Linked DNA regions of Mus musculus: region 2 is linked to region 1. Evidence: chromatin contacts called from public HiChIP or PLAC-seq data. All regions are on one chromosome and are shown on one strand. The core of a region is the stretch at or near the end of the contact, and the rest is flanking DNA. Distances in the headings are between cores, read along the strand shown. Region 1 has its middle 18 kb from the start of Apln. Region 2 holds the start of 9530027J09Rik (RIKEN cDNA 9530027J09 gene).

The links. HiChIP or PLAC-seq counts read pairs in DNA pulled down with a chosen protein or histone mark.
Region 2: a contact with region 1 is called in an H3K4me3 HiChIP or PLAC-seq map of forebrain, with 3 times the contacts expected there. The contact joins the promoter of 9530027J09Rik here to the enhancer-like site in region 1. A contact is called at or near these places in 7 of 39 promoter capture datasets (the 3T3-L1 cell line, the C10 cell line, frontonasal cranial neural crest and 3 more), 10 of 484 Hi-C or Micro-C datasets (the G1E-ER4 cell line, double positive thymocytes, embryonic fibroblasts and 5 more), 1 of 115 datasets of contacts at active chromatin or transcription factors (forebrain) and 1 of 9 other capture datasets (embryonic stem cells).

What each region holds. Positions count from the first base shown.
Region 1 is chrX:48,015,392-48,018,897 of GRCm38.p6, reverse strand. No RefSeq gene overlaps it. Among named protein-coding and RNA genes, the nearest start is that of Apln, 18 kb to the left of the region's middle. Within about 2 kb of position 1,792, at least 46 of the 459 cell types and tissues checked have an H3K27ac peak or open chromatin away from gene starts, as enhancers often do. A contact at or near this core is called in forebrain, where this site is marked.
Region 2 is chrX:48,283,496-48,287,001 of GRCm38.p6, reverse strand. 9530027J09Rik (RIKEN cDNA 9530027J09 gene) reads left to right here and starts at 1,576. Exons shown (of 4, transcript NR_045916.1): 1 at 1,576-1,607; 2 at 3,355-3,436.

The sequences.
Region 1 (3,506 bases), core at 543-3,042:
TGAGGTCATTAGCTGAGTTGAGTATCTGAGCCACTACATTGGGACTGAAATGTCAGATCAGAGTCTAATGAATCCCCGAACCTGACTCAAAGGGAAACTGGATGTGACCAGAATGACGGGAGCTCAGGAAAAGCCCATTCAGTTTCTAGAAATGAGCTTCAAGTAAGAGCTCATTGCAAAGAGTCGCTTTGTCCTTCTTCCAGAGGTACAACGCACCAGTCACAGCCCCAGCCTTTCTAAGATGTACCCTCTATGGCTCCTCTAACTGTGGCTGTAACTCTTTCGTGCACAAGTCCAAGAAGGGAGGCACTGCCCTTTCCATCTGCCCCCCTCTCGATAGGGCGCCCCTAAGTTCTGAGAAGGGTTGTAACAGAAAGGAAGCTGCCATGCCAGCTCTGGAACTTGATAACTGGGTCCCTGCTCATCCTTCACTTCCCTTACTACCCTGTGGAGATGATCCTTGTACCCTTGGGTCTTTAGGCTCAGTGAAGAGATTGAAACTAAAAGCAACCTGAAAAGAAAACCGCTACTACAAGCATGCTCCTGGGGAGTTCAAAGCTCTTGGGGTCAGTACAGGGCCCTGCCCTTGGTGGGACGCCTTCTCTCTCTCTCCAGATGGTACAGGAGGATGCAGAGCTAACAGGCACTTGGTGGGAACTTCAGCCAAACCATCATGTCACAAGGCAAGCCAGTGTTTATTGAGTACTGACGTGCTAGGTGCTATTCTGTGTGCTTTCCTTCTACCATACTGATTGAATCCCCAAGACAACGACACTAGGCAGAAACTCTCACCTCCATTTTTGTGGACGTGAAAAGCAAAGCTCAATGTGCTTAAGCAAATTGCCTATAGTCACACAGTTAGTAAGCTGTGCCAAGATTTAAAGACTGCAGTCTACCTCCAGGACTATGACTGAACCATCTATACAATCCTTGCTGAGCAGTTGCTTTGTCTCTGCTTGCTTACCTCCAGTAATGAGGAGTTCATTACCTCGAAAGGCAGCCTGCTTTGCCAGTGGACTCTTCTGGCAAGTCTACCCAGGTTTTAGTTACTCAGACGTCACAATGATCTAAGTTTCCTAAAGATACAAGTAAGGGAGAGGTTATAGCAGATATTCCTCTTGTTCATCCTCACACAGCAAATCTGAGGATTTCTTTGAGCTCAGAGAAATCTTGATGTCATTTTGGGGGAGGGGCTGACGTTTAGTGATACCTCTCCTCTTATCACAGAATTCCCCCAAGGGACCTAGGCTTCTTTGTTACCCCATGGTCCTGATACAGTGACTGAGAACCAGATAGGGTTGAAGCGGGAAGTAAAAATGGTTCTATCCACCTTGACCTTCTTTTCAGTTGAGGACAGTGGATGATCAGGCCTTGTCTCTAGTTCTAACCCTGAGCATCCACAGCACCGAGTGTATTAATAGATGCTCACTAATGCCAAATGAATGAACGAGCTCCAAGAGTGTGAAGTGCAAGCCCACAGCCTCCTTTCTGGCTGGCCTCAATTTCCTGCAAGAGTTAGTTTTGCATCCTGCATTGAGAGCCTTAAAAGCAGCATTTCCATGGTAACAAAGCATAGACTTGCCACTTTGAAGGGCCAAATTTTTTTCTGTCACACAGAATCTGAGCTTACTCCAGAAAAAAAAAAAAAAGCCCTAAATGCCTCCAGTGTCTGAGTAGCAGGCAACTGTTAGTTGGGAGACCTGAGGAATAGGCACTGCCAAGGGCAGATCCCCCAGAGCATATCTCCTCAGGGAAGTTCTTGGGCCCATCAACAGCGCTGGAGTTTCCATGGTAACAACACTAGGCTAATGGGTTGCCAGGGTGACAGCGCGCTACTGCTAAGATTGCACGGGACTGGACCACACAGGGCCACTGAGTTGAAAAGATGCTAATAACACCTTTCTGAGTCTCTATGACAACAACACTCAAACACCCTGTCAGCTTTGTCCTGAATGCAGATTAGACCCCTACCCTTCACCCTCAGCAAAGAATGCCCTGAAAGGTGGGCCCCCTAGCCCAGTGTGCTTTGGATTGTGCCCCTGCTCTTCCTTTCCAGAGGGAAGGGAAGGGAAGGCCCAGAATTGTTTCCTTCCCTAAGGAAACGAGACTCATTTTGCTTACCTTACTGATTCTCAGACTGCCAGGTTAAAAGAGCCTGGGTCTACAAGAAGGTCTGGGACAGGAACAGGGCTTGGCCCGATAGACGTGGGAGCAAATAGAGCTTTGGCTACCTTCTGGGCCCAGTGCCTCTCACTGCGGCTGTTTTCAGGCTACTTGGGTTCATGTAGTCCAGGAGCAAAGCCAGGAATGCTGGGCCAGACTTTTCAAACTCTTTGCAAAGCCATAGCCCAGATAAATTGTATCAAAGCTCTCGGCATCACCAATTGAGTCTCACTCTTCTTCCTACCAGTGTCCTCCCACCCCAGGCACCCACAATTCTGTGGAACACAATTTGAAAAGTCTCAACTTTGGATCATTTCTAACTTGGATTCTTTGATCCCAGAGACTACTCGGGCTTCTAGGTTTTCTACCTGTTTGTGGAGTTGGTTAAAAAAAAAAAAAAAGGTGTGTGGGGGGAGGGGAGAGAAGCTTCTATTGTGTGGCCAGGCAAAAGCATTTAGGGCAGACTTTCCAGAATTGGCTTCCACACTTGTTACGTGCTAGCCAGTAGTTTAGGACATGCTTTCTGTGTTAGCCATCATGTCTTCTTCAGAACAAGCCATCAAGGCAGGCATGACTGACTCCATTTAATGAAGGACAAAGGAAGCTCAAGGCAGGGAAAAGGGAATCCCGGCGCACCAACCTGGGTGAACATCTCTTCACAAGGGGTGCTACTTATGAGTTCCAGCAGAGAATTCTGTGAGCAATGATGACCTATGACCTCTCTCTGGTGACAATGAGCTGAAACAGGTGGATCCATCCAAGTCATTAGAGACCCCTTACAGCCCCCCCCCCCAAGGCGCCTGTCATTATCCACATGCAACACATTGCCTTGTCAGGGGAAGTATTATCTCTCCACAATGTTGCACAGCTGCAAGCTGTAAAAGGCATATGATCTTGTTAGAACGTGGATAGCTATGGTGATTCCCAGTTACCATGGAAACTTAGGAAGGTGTATGGCCATCAGCTGCACCAAAGGTCTGTCCTTATTTGGTGTGGTGGGACACACCTAAAATCCGAGGACATGGAAAGCTGAGGCAGGGGGTCTACAGAGCAAGACCTTGTCTTAGCTCGAACTCAACTAAATTAGCAATGACCAAAAAAGAAAAAAAGTTTGGTAGGGTTAGGAGGATAGATCAGCAAGCAAATCATTTGCTGTGCAGGCCTTGTGACCTGCGTGCAGTTTCTGGAGCCATGTAAAAGTGGGAGGAGAGAGAGAATGCTGCCAAGTTGTCCTCTGACTCCCACATGTGCTGTGGCAACTGTGCGCTTGCATGCACGCCACAGCCACAATAATAACAAATAAAATTGCTGTAAAAGGTCTGTAATTATCCCTTCAGCAGCAC
Region 2 (3,506 bases), core at 327-2,826, 270 kb before region 1:
AGTCCTGCCTACTTACTTTTTCTCGGTTTCCGTTGTAAACTGAAATGGATGATTTTATGTCTCCTTGCAAACCCACTCCCAGAAGTGGATAGTGCTAACACTTGTATTCAGTTGGTGACTAGAACTATATACCTGGCGCCACTAGCTCTGCTTTGGATTGCAGACGAGCTAAAGCAGCTTCCTTAGTTTCTCCCTCACTCAGGTGCAGTTCCGGAACAGTTCTGGAGACCCAGAGGCAGGCATTTGCCTCCTGCATAAGTACTTTCATCAGCTTTACACACCATTGCTTGTCCATCCCTTTGGGCACCATGCTGTGCCTGGCGCAAGCTAGTAATCCCCAACTGGTCCTGGCCCTTGCCAGTTTACAACCTTAAGTCACAAAGGCGGGCAGTTAACAAACACATCCAGTTATCTGCCAATCACAAGAGATCCATTGAGTGAGCTAGGGTGAGGAACAGGGACCTCCTTCAAAGAACTTCCAGTCTGCTGCGTAAATAAGGTTTTGGCAGAAGAGGTTCAGGGGAGAGATACCGCCAACGTCGGCATTATGGAACAGATATATTTTTTAGTTATTGGCCTGTGGCTTGGTTCTCTACTTAAGACACAACCCTCACCTGAGATGAAAGAGTTTAGTTCCAGGCCCTCCACCTGCAGACAGTTGATACAAAGCACTAGGCTGAGAAGTGCATGCCCCCTGTCTCCCTGGGTGGTCAGGGCTTATCACTTGTTTTCACTGATGGAGCCCGATGGACCATAACTAAACTACAGCCCCTGATGCTGGGAGGATTTTCGGTACAGCATCTCAACCTAGGCCCGCTGAGCGCGAGACCTCAGGTGGGAGCAGCCTACTGAATGCACAGGTTTTGGGTGAAGACTGAAGGAGGCTTTGGGTAAAGACATCCCTGGCATTCTGGTCGCAGTGTCTCCCCTGGGCGCGCCGGGCAGGCCAGAGGAGCCGCGCTCAGCAGGTCCCTATACTCTTCCGACGGGCACAAGGTCCCGGGCGGGTTCCGAGAGCCGGACTATGTAAAGGCGGCCAGGACTGGCCCAGTTTGGGTTTGTGCTCCTAGGGCTGTGGGTCCGATCGTGCGGTGCCCGCACCATTGCAAAGAAAGAGGCTTCCCCGAGGGCGGGTTGCACCGTGTCCCGGACCGGGCGACTTTGGGGCCTGGGCGAGGTAGCAAAGCAGGGCGGAGGGAGGAGTGCAAGTGTGGGGAGAACGCGCGGGAGCCCGAGCCCGCGGCCCGAAAAGGGTGGGTCTGGGATCTGCGGAGGTTGTGGCGGGAGGAGCGAACCAGGGAACGAGGGAGGTGGGCCCGGCTGGAGGGCCCCGAGCCACCGGGGATTGGCGGGGGGGGGGGGGGGGGCGGAGCGCCGAGGGTGGAGATGGGGCCGCGGGAGGGAGGGGAGCCGGCGGGGCGCGGCCAGGGGGCGGGGCGCCCGGACCTGGGGAAGATAAGAGCGTGCTCGCGGGGAGCGAGGGCGGGCGGGAGGGAGGGGCGGGGGACTTAGAGACCAAAGAGGAGACAAAAGGACCGGGTGTGTGGGAGGGGCATAGACAAGCGGGGGCTAGGGGAGGGGCGCCAGGGGACGACTCGCAGGGAGGGGTGTGTGAGTGTGTGTGTGGGGGGAATGGCGTGGGAGGGACTTAGAGTGGGACGTGAAGGGACAGCATAAGAGAGCGCGGGGGTACAGAGAAAGGGGGGGGGCAGGAGTGCTCCACCACGCTGGCCACGAAGGGGAGGGGACACCGTGAAGTGGAGGCCGCTGGGAGGAACGGCCACACACAGGGAGGGAGGTCCCGGGGATGGATGGACAGTCCGCTAGAAAGAGGGACCCGGAGGGGAAGGGTGTACAGACTCGGGGAGAAAGCCTTTCGAGAACCCAAGGGTGGAGGCTGATGGGCGTGTATCAAGCGCGGAGGGCTGGGATTGAAAGCTGCCCTTTGGGATGACCAAAAGACCAGTGGGGGCTGCAACAGACGGGACAGGGCTACTAAGGAGGGCGAAAACTGCTCAAGGGAAAGTGGAACCTAAGAGGGTTGTAGAAGGGTGGCGGGGGTGGCTTCGGGCTCGGCAGGAAGGCGCCACCACCGCCTTCTGCCCGTCCCCAATGTGCCCCGCCCCGTCCGGGGGCCCTAAGGGCAGCGGCCGGGCCATGGGGGAGCCGAGCCAGGGCGGTACCATTCGGAACGGGAGGGGGGGTTGGGGGAAGGGAGGAGCCAGGGGTCAGAACCCTGTTGGGGGCGGGAGGGGGGCGCCACACCCTGGGAAAAAGGCTTGGGCACATCCAGAGCCGACCAATCAGTAAGCAAAGCCGGGGTGGCGTCAAGGGGCAGCTTTGGCCAATAGGAAGGAAGAACACTTCGGAGGTTCGGAGGAAGAAAAGGAAAAAAAAAAAAAAAAGAGCCCCACGAAACAACAATTGAATCCGTTTGGGGGCTTGGAAAACGGGGAGTGGGCGTCGTTTATGTCATGTTCCAGCGTCTGCCCTCGCCTTCGAAGGATGGGGTGGCTTGCATCACTTTAGTGTTGTATGGCGCAAACATCGCGCAGAAGGGTCCCGAGAAAGTAGACCCGGAATTGTCCACTTATTGGTGCTTCGATTTGGGAACTGGTTTGCACAGAGATGGCAGCTTTGTGCTTAAGAGTGAAAGAATGTTGAGGTATCTTAAATGGAGGCAGGAGGAGGTAGAGGTTCCTCATTCCCCTTCACTGGCTACCGATTTAAGTGACAGCTAGCGGAGCGGATTATGGACAATCTCAAGCCAGTGCATAAGTTAAAAAATGTCCTTTGGGCATTGAACACTACTCATTATATTTATTTCCCTTGACAGCCAGTCCCAGGTACTTCCTGAGGACTATTGGTAAGAGCACACACAGTTACCACTCAGAAATTCTGGGAGAAAAAAAATTGTATGACTTTTGACTTCCAAGTTAGCCTAAGGTTCTAGTTCCTGATTCACCATGTAACATGGGACTTATCACATTCTCTGAAATCTTATCGTATGGAAATCAAGGTATTGGTAGGTAGGCAGCTGGAGGTCTAACCATTTTGGAATTCATTTGGAGAGTAGTAGCATGCCTGACAGAGGTCCAGATGGAATGGGTGGGTGGGTGGGGGGTTGTAAAGACCCAAAACCATGGTAGCAATAGGACCGGTGATCTAAAGGTCTAAAGCTGCAACCGTAGCATAGTGTGTCTCAGAGGGGTTCACACCTTCCAGCATATTCTGAGTTTGGATCTTGTGATAAGGTTCTGAGGGGTGAGTCTCCCCTAGAGAACACGAGGTGCAGCGTGGTTTAGGGCCTTGGGCATGCTAAGCACTAATGCTGCCACTGCATTACACCACCAGCCTGCCACCCATGGATACAAAAGTCCGCGTTAATGACCATATGGCTGAATCCTGCTTGAATCCCTGGTGAGGAACTGGCTGGGTGAGTTAGAAAGGAAACACGTTTACTTCTGAGATTGCATACGTGTCCCTGTAAAGTGAGGAAAAAGCCT